2 separate regions of the Anas platyrhynchos genome follow, and region 2 is linked to region 1. Evidence: chromatin contacts called from public Hi-C data. All regions are on one chromosome and are shown on one strand. The core of a region is the stretch at or near the end of the contact, and the rest is flanking DNA. Distances in the headings are between cores, read along the strand shown. Region 1 has its middle 5.9 kb from the start of SMNDC1. Region 2 overlaps RBM20 (RNA binding motif protein 20).

The links. A called contact is a pair of places that touch in the nucleus more often than the background predicts.
Region 2: a contact with region 1 is called in a Hi-C map of liver, with 3 times the contacts expected there. The contact joins two enhancer-like sites. A contact is called at or near these places in 3 of 8 Hi-C or Micro-C datasets (liver, skeletal muscle and subcutaneous adipose tissue).

Annotation. Positions count from the first base shown.
Region 1 is chr6:30,888,673-30,895,153 of IASCAAS_PekinDuck_T2T, reverse strand. No RefSeq gene overlaps it. Among named protein-coding and RNA genes, the nearest start is that of SMNDC1, 5.9 kb to the right of the region's middle. Within about 2 kb of position 4,448, at least 4 of the 8 cell types and tissues checked have an H3K27ac peak or open chromatin away from gene starts, as enhancers often do.
Region 2 is chr6:31,098,321-31,104,756 of IASCAAS_PekinDuck_T2T, reverse strand. All of the region lies in intron 1 of RBM20 (RNA binding motif protein 20), which reads right to left. Among named protein-coding and RNA genes, the nearest start is that of RBM20, 49 kb to the right of the region's middle. Within about 2 kb of position 4,341, at least 1 of the 8 cell types and tissues checked has an H3K27ac peak or open chromatin away from gene starts, as enhancers often do.

The sequences.
Region 1 (6,481 bases), core at 3,199-5,698:
CCAAAACAAAACATGGTTAGCCAAAGATAGTTTATTCTACAAACGACGGCACGATGGCACTTCGCTGCTCTGTGTTGGCTTTCTCTGCTCACAGCTTCAAGGACAAATACAAACAGCCCACTGAACACAAACAGCTCCACAGACTATTCCCTTTCTTGTGAGGTTAACATGCATTCACTCAGTTTAGTTCCTCCATGGGGTACAGGCTATACATTGATTTGATTTTACATTTCTTCCTGCAGTAGGACCCAAACTCTCATCTGTAGGCTAAACCACCCCTAATTTCCTTCCGTCTATTATTCCATATTCTCCTTCCTCTCTTCCTGTTTCTGTGTTAAGGGTATCGACATGTACTTATGACAAAGTTATCCTCCTTTCTCCTACAAACAAATTGCTTTAGAAGATTCTTAACTGGTCTTATTAGACGCACAGAGTGTTTTGATGCCATGCAGATGGAAATACACTATCTGAAAGCTTGACCAGCTCCAAAAGAGAAGTGGATCAATACCTATTGAACACTCTATACTAACATCACTCATAGTATTAATACAGCTGACGATAGGAATAGTCCACAGAGACTTATCAAGTGATTGCAAAGTTCAAAACCAATAGTGTTTCCCTGTTCAGATCTGTTCAGAAGCGCCAAAGAAATCTAGAAAGATTATTTCCCAAGAGGTTTCACTAACAAACCACCACCAACAAAAAGGATTAGCATAGCTGATCTAATATTTCAACCACAGCTCCTGACAACAGCTTCCCCAAGGTTAGCCTTAAAATTGTATTGCAGCCTAATTTACTCTTGTTTTACATCAGTCTGAAGCCATGTCTATATTTTATTGAACCCTGATTGTGTTACTGGTTTTACATATTAGCCAGATTCAATTTTTTAAGATGGCTTCATGGTTTGAAACGCACCATCATCTACTGGTGGGTAGTTTTTAGTGCAGCAGGAAATGGAATTAGGAAAGATCTACTGACTTAATTGAAGACGCCACTAAAAGCATTTGTCAGCTGTGAATATTCTGCCCTCGCGCTTTCTGCAGTGGTCCTGGGGGAGCGTGCTGAGCAAACAGCCACGCTCCCAGCACAAAGCAACTCTACCGCAAGGAAATCTGTGATGTAGACCTGGTCCACGCATCTATATCCGAGCAGGAGGTGCATTTGCTGCAGTCAATATGATTTGTGGATGTGCAGTGATTTTATTATGATAATTCTGCTGTGTTGTGCCTCTTCTCTAGCTCCAAAGGAAACCCAAACTCTGGAAGAAAAACAAAATTCAACACCACAAAAGCCTCTACCTTCTCTGCTGCCGTAATGTATATTTGAATCCCCAAAGTGACTAAAAAAGAAATTTATTATGAAAACTTGTCTAAATATATGCAAATGAATATTTCCTATGATCGCTATTCCGATTTACCAGGTAGTTGCTCTCTTCATTTTATTTCAGTAAAAGGAAAAAGGTGAGCCCAAGTGAATGTCCTAAATCTAGTAATACTAACACATGACTGTCAGTGAAATAAGTCTGCTTAGAAATAACTCTGAAAAGAGGCAGAAGGAAAAAAAAAAAAAAAAAAGGTACATTTGAGTTCTGCTACCATGTTTTCTCCCTGTGGCTTAAGACATCACTGTCATGACTCACTCCGGGGATTGGGTTGCTCCCTGGGCGACACGACCTCCTCATACCGGCTTTGTTCCTCATCCTGGTACAGATTGGTCATCTGCTGACACCAAATGAAGAAATTTCCTTATTAGTCATATCTGGATCTATAAAACTAATACCAGAAAATGATGTTCAAACAAGCCCAGTGCTGCTTCAGGTATGCGGCCTTCCGACATTTCCAAGCTGAATAGTTTCATTAGGTGGGGGAGGAAGGGCATAAAGAGAAAAAAAAATAAAAAAGTGTTAGATGCAAAACTGTTTTGGGGCTCTAGCTAAAATCTGTGCAGCAGCACTGCTCGCAGGCAGTTTGGATCCACATTTAGCTTTCCATGTTTATTTGCTTGACTGGCAAATCCCAAGGAGATTCTGAGGCTGGTGTTTTAAAAACAAAAAAGATAAAAACACACTGAGCCTTAAAATCCAGGAGGCTCAGTCAGCTCTCAGCTGCACTTTAGCTGATTAGCTGTCCATCCTTAGGCTGTAAATCACTGTGTCTTCCCATGATGCAATTAAAAACTACACACCAGATCACCCCGCCGAACACAGGCGCAGGTGTCAGCCTACACATGCTCTTGCCAGCACCTGTCCTGCCCAAGCTCAATACATTTCCGACCTGGTGCAAACCCAAAAACTCTGAGAAAAGCAGGCTGCATCAGAATAGTAAGTGTGATTTTATACCCATTTGCTTAATGTAAAAGATACAGCAGCAATATCAAACCAGGAATTCGTTACAAATTACATTTCCAGGAGACTTACTCCATTAGCACGGCAGGCTGAGGCAGTAGCAGAGATGCAGGGAACTTTGCAGAAATAAACTTAGGTTTTCTCCAGTGGCAGTATGTTTGCATCAGAGACAGCACTTTGCCCACTGCTGAATACAATCATCCCCTCTGTCAATCCCAAAATGATTTCCCTTGGAAGAAATCCCAAGAATATAACACGAAATATTATTACTCTAGATAATGCCCGTTATAATGGTCATTGACAACAATTACCTTCATCTTGTTCCCACTGACATTGGTTGCTTTTCATTTTAAGCTCCCTCCCCTGGTAACAGCACTGGGTCCAGTGCCACCCAGCAGCACATTTTACCCTCTCAGCAACTCATGCCAGTGTGCTTGACCAAGAACAGGACAAACGTCCCCCCTAATCAGAACCCATTACCTACCCCTGAGGCAATAAAATACCAAGCCAAGCTGCAAATCCTCTGACAGCCCTGAAGCTTTGTAACAAAAGGATGTTGATAGCACTTAAGTCAAATAAAATTGCTAAAACCTTGACTATTTTTTTTAAAGCAACCAAACAAAAAGCTCCCATAGGTTTTAGTCAATACACAGTGAATAACAATTATCCCAGAGCCCAGACATGGTGTTGATACCTTTGTGAAATCAAAAAAAAAATTAGTAAGGCTTCCAGATCTCCTACATCTTTGGATATTCCTGGTAACAAGTCATCTTGGTTTCCCCATTATATTAAGATGGATATCAAAGTAGTTTTACATGAAATTTATCATTTAGAGAAATATCAGCCAGTAGCAACCACATCCTCGTCTCCTTCAAGTGACTTACAAATAAGAACATTGAGAAAAGAAGTCTAAGTGTCCATCTCATGTATCTTTGCTCTATTATTAGCCTATAAATAGTGCCATTTGCTTGCCAGGCATCCAAACTGACTTCATTTGGAGACAGCTGCAATGACGTGCGAGACGATTACGGCAAGAGAAATTTCAGTTTCATTTTCAGAGGAAACATCTGTAGGACTTTCAGTTTCCCTCAGCGCTGTGCCAGGTGTAAGACACGAGACAACACTGATCACCAAGAACAGGATGCGAAGCCACATGAAAGCAGTCTCGCTGCTCAAGTTGTGACTAACATGATGTAGAAGGGAACATTTCACAAGTTCGTTCACGCAGCAGGATGGGTGGCTGCCATATCTCACCGCTATATGCACGCTCCAGAAATTCTCTCACTTCATGAGAATGTGTCTCAAAGTCTGGCAGGAAAATGACGGATGGGAGACTTTGGAAGAGGGATGTGCATATTTTGGATTCTATGCAGGCTGTGCATGTTGTTTATGTTGGTGGAGAAGGCACATGGCTACATGTGAACTCTGCAGCTACTACAGCACAGCGAGTGTTTCCCAGGGTTCACGTACAGAGGAAACAGCAAAAATAACCTTACCACAGTCCGTTGCTAGAAATGTTAACTGTGGGCAACCTCTAGGTTCACAGGATAGAAGTAAAACATGTCATGGCAAAGTAGACTTGAACAGACCCTAATTCTGTTCTGATGCTAGATGTTCCCAATCTGCTGCAATGTCAGCAGAACTCACCAGAGTAACTTAAAACACTTCCACCTTTTCTCTTCAGATGAAGTCTTTGCCAAGGACCCCTCAAAATCTGTTTTAAAAAGAGAACTCTTCATTTCCTTATTGGCTTTCCCTTGATACTCATTGGGACTGTGTCTCAGCATTTTTTAAATACTAATTTCCATAACACAAGGCAGCCTTATTATATACAGGAGGGCAGAGCAGCAGAGATACCAAGAACCAAAGGTGTCTGAGGGACTAATTAAAGTTCTGATCTCATTAACTTCAGAAGAAGCAGCAAATAAACACTACTCTTGTTATAAATAAATTATCCTGCCTCAAATTCCTTGTTTCTATTTTTGACCACCCCCAAACAACTACCCACGTGTCTTACCCGACACTGATCGGGAGTGGGAGCTCTTGCGGGTCAGGATGCAAGGATTTTTCAGAGCCTAGGAATGTATGACACAGATCCTAAAAGCAAGCTTGCCATGCCCCAGTGGCAGCAACATTACCTCTGGCTGAATCAGAGCTGCTTCGGTCAGTTTCCAGACCCGTGGTGCAATTTGTTTACAAATTGCAAAAAACTCTAAGTTTACGCACTGAGTTTTCTACTTGCCACACATTGCTGCTTGCTCATTCATGCTGTGTAGACGCTCCTACAGGGGTAACTAAATCCAGATCTTTGTAGCAGCACTCGGCCGCCCTCTCGCAAAGCTCACTTTCCCTTCTTTCAGCTCACTTTCCTTCAGAATTCAGGGAAAAGAGATGCAGGACCTGCAAAAACAACACCTTTTTAAATGTTTGTGTTAACTACCCATCCTTGATTACTGTAAACCCCGTGTTCTGAATGGAACAGAGGTTAAGAGGAAGAGGATGAAGGCATTTGATGCTGTAATTGAAGACTGCAGCCAAAGGTGCGGGCAGCTTCTTTCAGGGCTGCAGCAGAGGAGCAGGCAGCAGAGGAGCTCAAGGCAGCAACTTTCACTGCTTCAGGCTCTGCCAGGCCTCCCAGGTGCCTCTGCTCGCTGCTCCGTCCCTCAGTCTCTGCTTTCCAAACCCCCTCATCTCATATTTACTGCTCTCATCTGGGCACAGGCAGCCTCAGCAGCAGGCTTCCCAGCACCCTGAGGAGAGGAACCAGCACCTCAGGCTGCCTTGACTCTGCTGAGGCAGACGATGTCCTAATGGACTCAGGCTTTGTCCCTTCATCCCAGTTCTGACCCGTTCCTCTTATCTCCATGATGTCTCACCCTGTCTCTTAATCCTCGTCCAGTTCTGATTCACTTCTCCTCCTCAGACTGAGTCACTGTGCCTTTCTCCCTGATGGAGCATAATGACTGGAATCATTTAGGGCACAGAACGTGTTTGAGCTCCCAATTTCTCTGCGTAGCACCACAACCCCCATTGTGGGCTACTGGGGCTGTGTTCAAGAACCTGCTCACTTATTTAACTTCCCAAACTCCTGTAAGAACGGGTATTTCAAAAACTAATAATTAGGCTAAATTTCAGGAGAGTGGAACAGCAGAAAATACATCCTTAAAGCAAAAAGAATTTCCCCATGAAGTTTCAAGGCCATGCTTTAAAACCTCCCAGTGACAGAAGCACCTGCATATTTTAAGCACATGCCTGGTCAAACAGCATCTTTTCTAGAACTTGATTTTATAAATGGAAGCTGCTGAAGATTTCAAACGTCCTGCCAGAACCAAACAGCCAGTGAAGAAAAAAATCAGCCCAAAGAAACAAATTTTCCAGGAGTAAAAAAAAACAACGGCTCATCACAGCAAACAACACGTAATTATATCTATGGACAAACTTATCAGATAGCTGTGATAACGAACCGTTTAAAGAAAAGACAAACTTTGCTTAGAGGCACAGGTCAACTAAAAGAAAAAGATATTTCTTCAGGAAAACAACTCTCTTAATTAAAGTATTGATAGATATTTCCCTGATGGTTTGATCCAAATGAATGTACCGATGACTCTGAGGCCTGACACGCTGCCCTACTGACAGGGCAAGGCCTGCCAGGCTGGCAGCCCACCAGAAAACCCCCCAAAATGTCTGGTGTCTCCATTTTGGCCTAGATTTGGATTGCAGTTCAGCTTCAGCGACTAGCACAGACTGCTTTGTTTGCAAAAGCCAAATTTTTGCTAGTGACTGGGTCGCTGTGCTGAGCAAAACAATCTGTCCACACAGATGAAGCTGCAAACGAGGGCATTAGCTTTGGGTACAGTTATCGGCTGTGTTACTTGCTGCTGAGCACTCAGCTCGCTCCCCTCCCATCCCACAGTTAAATGCATCAGGGTTTAACATGAAGGTGTGCAGAACGGTGCTGATCATAGTGTATTTCTATAATATAACACATATACACGATTCAGAAGACTGGCTAGTCCCAGATCTCTTCAAAAATAGCCTCAGATATCTGTTGCTGATAGCTCTAACTGTAAAAATAACGCAGCAGACGGTGGAAAAGAAGCCTAACTTCGGTCCTACAAAAGAAATGTTTCCTGCCTG
Region 2 (6,436 bases), core at 3,092-5,591, 210 kb before region 1:
CTGAGCACAGAGTAAAGCAGGAATAAGGGGAAGGTGTAAGGGGAAGGTGTAAGGGGAAGGTGTGAAGAGGAAGGCAGCTGTCTTGGGAGTAGTGCAGGAATTCAGCAGTTGGAAGGGCTGGTTCCTGGCCCGTGTGAAAGAACCTGCAGCCTCAGCTGGAGATAAAAGTTCTCAGAAGCCTGGTCAGTTATGTACTAAGTAGAGGTTTGTGTTGCAGTAACAGGTCACATATCATGGCAAAAAGTGCATGAGATAAGTTCGAAAGGCTCCTAGTTACACGTAGGAGGGCAGTAGCTGATAGGAACCTACTTTCAAGGCTTCACCTCCCTAGGATGGCATTGAAACACCTCACTTTTCCCCTACTGTGTTTTACCATTTATCTTAAACAGAAAATTTAAGGTATCCCTACTTCTGGGAAAAGGGCTATAAAAAAATCTGGTAAAAGGTAACGTCCGCAGTAGGCTTTTTAAGATAGTTACCTACCTTATGAAGAAAATAATAATCAGATCCATTACCAACAGCCGCAGGTTCTTCTAGCACGCGAAGGACCGTACCCTTACGGAAACCCAGAGCATCAGCAGCTCCAACCCAGTGCTGGAGGATGCAGACTGCCCTGTCTAACGCACTGCTGCCCTGCACCATCACCCGTCCATCACGGAAGCAGAACTTGAAAACCCTGCATGCTGTTGGGATAAAAACTTAAGTCCTAACCAGTACCCCCCTCCAAAACAACATATACTTTTTTTTTTTTTTTTCAATGTGTTATGCATAACCAGTGCCCAGCTGCACAGTAGATGGCAGTAAATCTTCACTTGTCACCGTTACAGACCCTCCGGCTTCACTCCAGAATTGAAAGAATTTGTGAACACATTTATGGCATTCTCCAGCATGCTGTAGGAGTAAACTCAGCTCAGCTACACTCATCTTCAGCTTTCTCATCAACCTTTTCCATAGGTATATGCACACGTATGGCATTATTATTTCACACATGGCTCATTCTCAAAGCTCTTTTATTAAGAAAAAGCAATGGGATGTACGTGCAGCTTAGCACTATCAGATGAAGACTGGCTTATTTCAGTGTAATATAATCCAAAAATGTATGAAACTTAAAACAGAGAATTCTTAATCACATCTGTAAATGTGTTGACACATAGAGGGTGAGGAAGGGAAAAACATACTCCGTGTTGCTGACAGTGTGTCAAAGAGTATTACCAGAAAGAGAAGCAAGCTACAGCACATGATTTGGACAACACCTTGGGACATAAATCTCGATTTAGATTTTCTTCCACAGAAAATGCTCCTGATGCCGAGCCCTTGCAAGGCTCTGAATCTCACTTACTTGAGCTCTTAAATGATCATTATTTAAGCATTAAGAAAACTTTAAAATGTTCCACATCCCCGTTCTTGTGGGGTACGTTGCTAAATCATGTTTCATCTACGGATATCAGCTCCCAGCCGTTTAGAGGCCACGTGAAGCCATAACAATTGAGATAAGAAAATTATTTTCATAAAGGGTTTGATCCAGAACACTGACTGGAAGAAGTGTTTCCAGTTCCCTGACTGGTCTTTGGATCAGGCCCAAGGTGAACAAAGGTTTGCCAGACCAGCATTTTGATCACATTTAACAACATTTAAGCGGCCATAATTTCAGTGAAATTGTACCGTTCACAGCAGCGAGGCAGTCAGTCCCGTAAGTGCCTTCTCTTCGCTATGAAGCGTATGAATGAAGCTCATCTCTAAACACACTGTTATGCCTTGTGGTGTTCCAGAGGCTCATAAAAAGAAATGAGGAAGCACAAAACAATCTCTTTTTATATAATACTAATTAAATTAGATTAATATTGTACTAACTTGTAACAGCAAAGAGAAATCTGTTTTATGTCACATCTTTCTTCCAGACAGCATTCCAAAATAATTTTGCTGCCAGCTCTCACACTCCAAAAAGCGACTTAAAAACCACCTTGCGACCATCTGTACAACTCTCATAACTTCCATCCAGCACTTGAGCACCAGCCCTCCGGGAATTTCGTGCTAGCATTCAAGATCAGTATTTTGGCATCCGCACAGTGCAGCGTGGAAGTGTGAAATCTTCAGGACTCAAAGCCTGACCAGAAATGTCTTTTGACCATGCTTCATTTATATAAAAGTCAAACTGCTACTGCAGTTCTGTTTCTCATGAGCAGCAGTTGAATTGCTTGCAAGGAGCAATTTGCCTGCAATCCTACAATTGCCTCTGCATTGCTCCAGGGTGCTGAATGTTTCAGGACAGTGATTTGTGCCATGACTAGCAAACAGTGCTGCCCTTGTGCCCCCTGTAATGCGTGGGACTTGCACTGCAGTGAGGGAAATGCTTACGAACAATACATCTCTTCAACTGAACAATGTCATAGACTCATTTTTGTTGTTGTTGTTGTTTTTCCTTAAAATTTTGAAGTATTCTGCACACACATCTGACCTTTTCTACTTTTCAAAAGGCCCAACAGGAACTTCTACCATCAATTAACTGCAGAAACAGAAGAGAAAGGAAAAGGTATCTCTTAACAGCAAAATGGTAGCTGCCATGCAGATGGGCTGGATGCAGTATAATAGCTGGCATAATTTGCTTGAACCCAGAAAAAAAAAAAAAAAGTTTAGGAAAGAATTATTAGAGACAGAGAAAAGCCATACATTTTGACAACCCACCTGATGTCAGCAAGGGCAACTGCAGAAGGTCCCATAACAAGAAGTCTATCTTTGGAGCGGTGAAAGAGCTGAGCCCACTTAAAGTTGATATCAAGAGTATGCGTACTGATAAAGTGAAATGTTCTACCCAGAATAAAAGTTTTAAATACTGCTTGTTATTTTAAGAGATTTTCTTTTCCTTATTATTTTTCACAAAAATGAGCAACTGAAATTAGGACAAGTATTCTACGAAGCTGCAGAGGTAGAGCAGAAATGGGAAAAAAAAAAAAAAAAAAAAAAAAAGCACCCACAATGAAATATACACATTTACATAGGTGCCTTTACATAAATATAAAACACAGATACAACATGCAGAGTAAGAGACACATATGCAAACTACATTAAGATGACTGTACTCTCAAAATGATGCTTATGTGTAGAACATGTGGTGTAGTTGTGGACAACATAGCACTGGTAACCTACAACAGCTTCACCCATTTTGAGGGGCAAGACTTTGTAAAACTGTGATGTTCTCAGGTGCATTTGCACCTTCACTGCCTACAACTGCTCAATTTATGACTTAAGCCACCCATTGCCACCCTGTTAGAAACCTATACGTTCTTCTCTTCCTTTAGATGCTCATAGCATTGTCACAAGGAAGAAGAGCTTGCTTGAAGCCTACAAGTTATGTCCTTATTTAGAAGGGGGTGAGTGCCAAAGATTTTAAAGTTTTCAAGAAGCTGAACAAGAGCATCCAGGTTGGACCTGTGAAAGGTCTCGGAGGTCTGAATTCCACCTTACCTGTTTGGCTGACCAATAGCAAACACTTCACCTCTCATTCCCTGGGCCAAGCCCACCGGTTTCACGCTGCTTCACATCTACGTCCTTGCCAAAAGCTCAAACTCCTCCATACCACTGCGACAATTTCAGCCCAAGGCTCCTGCTCAGCCCAGCATAACTTGCTTTAGTTGAAGTAAAGAGAAACCTTGCTGACTGCGATCTGATATTTAATAGCTTATGAACATATAGTCCCCTTCACAAAAATTGAAATTAAAACCCAATTAGACTCACATATTTAAGATTTCATTGCTGAATTTTTATAACCCTCCCCCTTCACAAGATATTCCAATATCTTCCAAGCTGCACTACCAACCATGATCAGAGCTAAAAACTTGCCAAATAAAAAAAACTGTGATACGCTTTAATAGAAGACCCTGTGGCTATTTGCTTACCCACTAATTCTCCCAGGGCAATGAAACGTGTTTTAATGTTCAGTGGGCTAATCATGGGTTTAAGTCAGTGGTATAAATCAAATAACCACTTCTGTTGCTTCCAGTATAAGCAGCACTGAAATTCTGTGGTGAATTCAGGCCTTGTCCCAAGTCAGTGCAGTCCTGTAGTATGGTATTATATTTACACACTTACTCCTGAGCAGCATTTGCTCCACTCTTATTGTAGGATAAAGTGTTCAGGAAAAGAAAGCAAGAATCCTAGCGGTGACATGTATGCACGCTCAGTATAGAGGAGCTAATCTTCCAGCATGAGCAAAATGAGCTAGATAAGCATCTCTTCACACTCCATTAAGTTATAAGCCTCCTCAATATCAAAGTCAACATATGACAGCTGAGTTGTATACAGTATTTATGTGATGTCCACTTGTTCAATACAAATGTCCTTACAGAACCTAAAGATCTTCACCCAGAGAGGAAATTATAGACAAGTCTCCGATACTGAGGCAGCGAACACACATGATCCAGACAAGCTCACAGACTTGTGACCTTTCTAATTACACCCCATCAGGAGCAGCTTGCTGGTCTGTGGATGATTCTATTTTTGGCAACAACAAATCACTGCAAGTTAGCTTCTGTCTGAGAGTCTGGAAGCCGACATACCTGAACTGTCAAATATCTCAGCATTCCTCACCCAATGCTTGCTTTGCTTTAGCAAGACAGTCAAATCCGTGCCATCCCCAACCTGTCTAGGATTTAATTCTGACACAGGTATTGGCAACACAACAGGACCTATGGCGTGGCATGAAGAGGCATTCTGCAGCTCTGGCTGCTGGTCATTGGGCTGTTCCAATGACTTTAAAAGGAAGAGAAATGGGATTTCATAGAAAATCTTTGCTCATGAGCTGGAAATCAAAATAGGGGATGGAGGAAAGCAGTTGAGGGTTCTGAGAGATTTACACCGCTTTTTGCTGCTTCTCCCATTCTCACTTTTTCACTGCCTTCCCAATGGATAACGCAATTTAAGTTTCCTGTCTCACCCTGGAAAATACTTATTCAAGCTTTTCATTCCCCTAGCAAGCTTTGGTTCAGCCCTGACCCTCTACCTCATCTACCTCATTTGCCTTTTCTACTCCTCTCCTCCTCTGGTACTACACAAAAAGACAAAACAAACAAACAAAAAAAAAAACCACCATGGTTTTGTGAAGTTTAAGGCTGGGAAGAGCCACTAGGTCGCCCTGTGTGCCACAGCTAGGCAAGAGGCAAAGAATTACTTGGGTTGTCTCCTTTTGGTTTGTCGCAGTGGCTAATTACCTTTACTATTAATGTGGAATTGCGTTCCAACTTAAATATCCACTTCCGAACTTCCTATTACAGATTTGGCATTATAATGTTTCATGCTAACAGGGATCCAACTTGCTACACGAACAGAACTTGCAGTGCTATTGTTACTTAAAATGATAGCATTCTTTAGGGCACTAGTGAACAGCAACTTTAAACTTTGTGAAAATGCTGAATAAGACTGTTTCCAAATCTCTGGTATCCCGCCAAAAAAGATCCCTATTGAAGGAAATTCCCTACAGCTTTCAGACTTTTTTTAACCCAGCAATTTAAATATCACTCTAACGATACATGCTATTTTTTTTTCCTAAAAATCAAAAGACCAGGAGTTATGAAGCAAAATACCTTGCAAAAATTAAAGCTTATGATCTATCTACTGACCTTTATCAAACAAAACTAAAATCTCAAAGAAAAAAACATTCAGCAAAATTCTTTTTAACGGAAGATTATGCTGACTTAAATAACTATATTTCTACCTTTGGAGCTTGTTTGTTTGTTTTAGTCTTTATCAATGACGTTCATCTAAAAAATTCTTGTTATTTTGTCCCATGTTGGCATCAAACTAACTGCACTACAATTACACGGACTATCCCAGTCACCATTTTTCAGTGGTTAGCACTTTTTCAATGGCTTGGATTTATTCCCACTTTCCATGATTTTTGAAACTACTAGGAGGACAAGAATCTTACCGTACTTTTGGATCCAACTCTCAGGAATGATGAATTGAATAAATGAAGTATTTATTACAAAGGGAAGTATTTAATAACTAGTAGTTGTTTTTTCATCAATTCTAGCCACTTTAGTCTTTACCTGATACTGGGTCTCCCTCTTCACTAGCATCATTCTGCTCCATTTAAAATCTACCATCAATCTTGGTTTTAATTCTTTTATATTTACCTTCCCCTGTCGATTTTTCAGTTATTGAGGGGGGTGAATGCAGTGATACTTTGCAAGTGCTTCTAAACAAAATCCCAATTTCATTTACATATTTCTACTTTTTTCTTCTCAATCAACTTTGATCTAAAATTTTCCCCAGAGTGATGAAGTTTCACCCTTCTGAAACATCAGATCAGCAAGTTACCCATATAAACCAGCATATGGCTCTTCGAAGCGAAGTAGGTCATGCTCACCAGTCCCTAGGCAACCACCAAATCTCATTCCCTTGATCAATTCATCTGTATCCCAGCTCATGATGTCTGAAATAG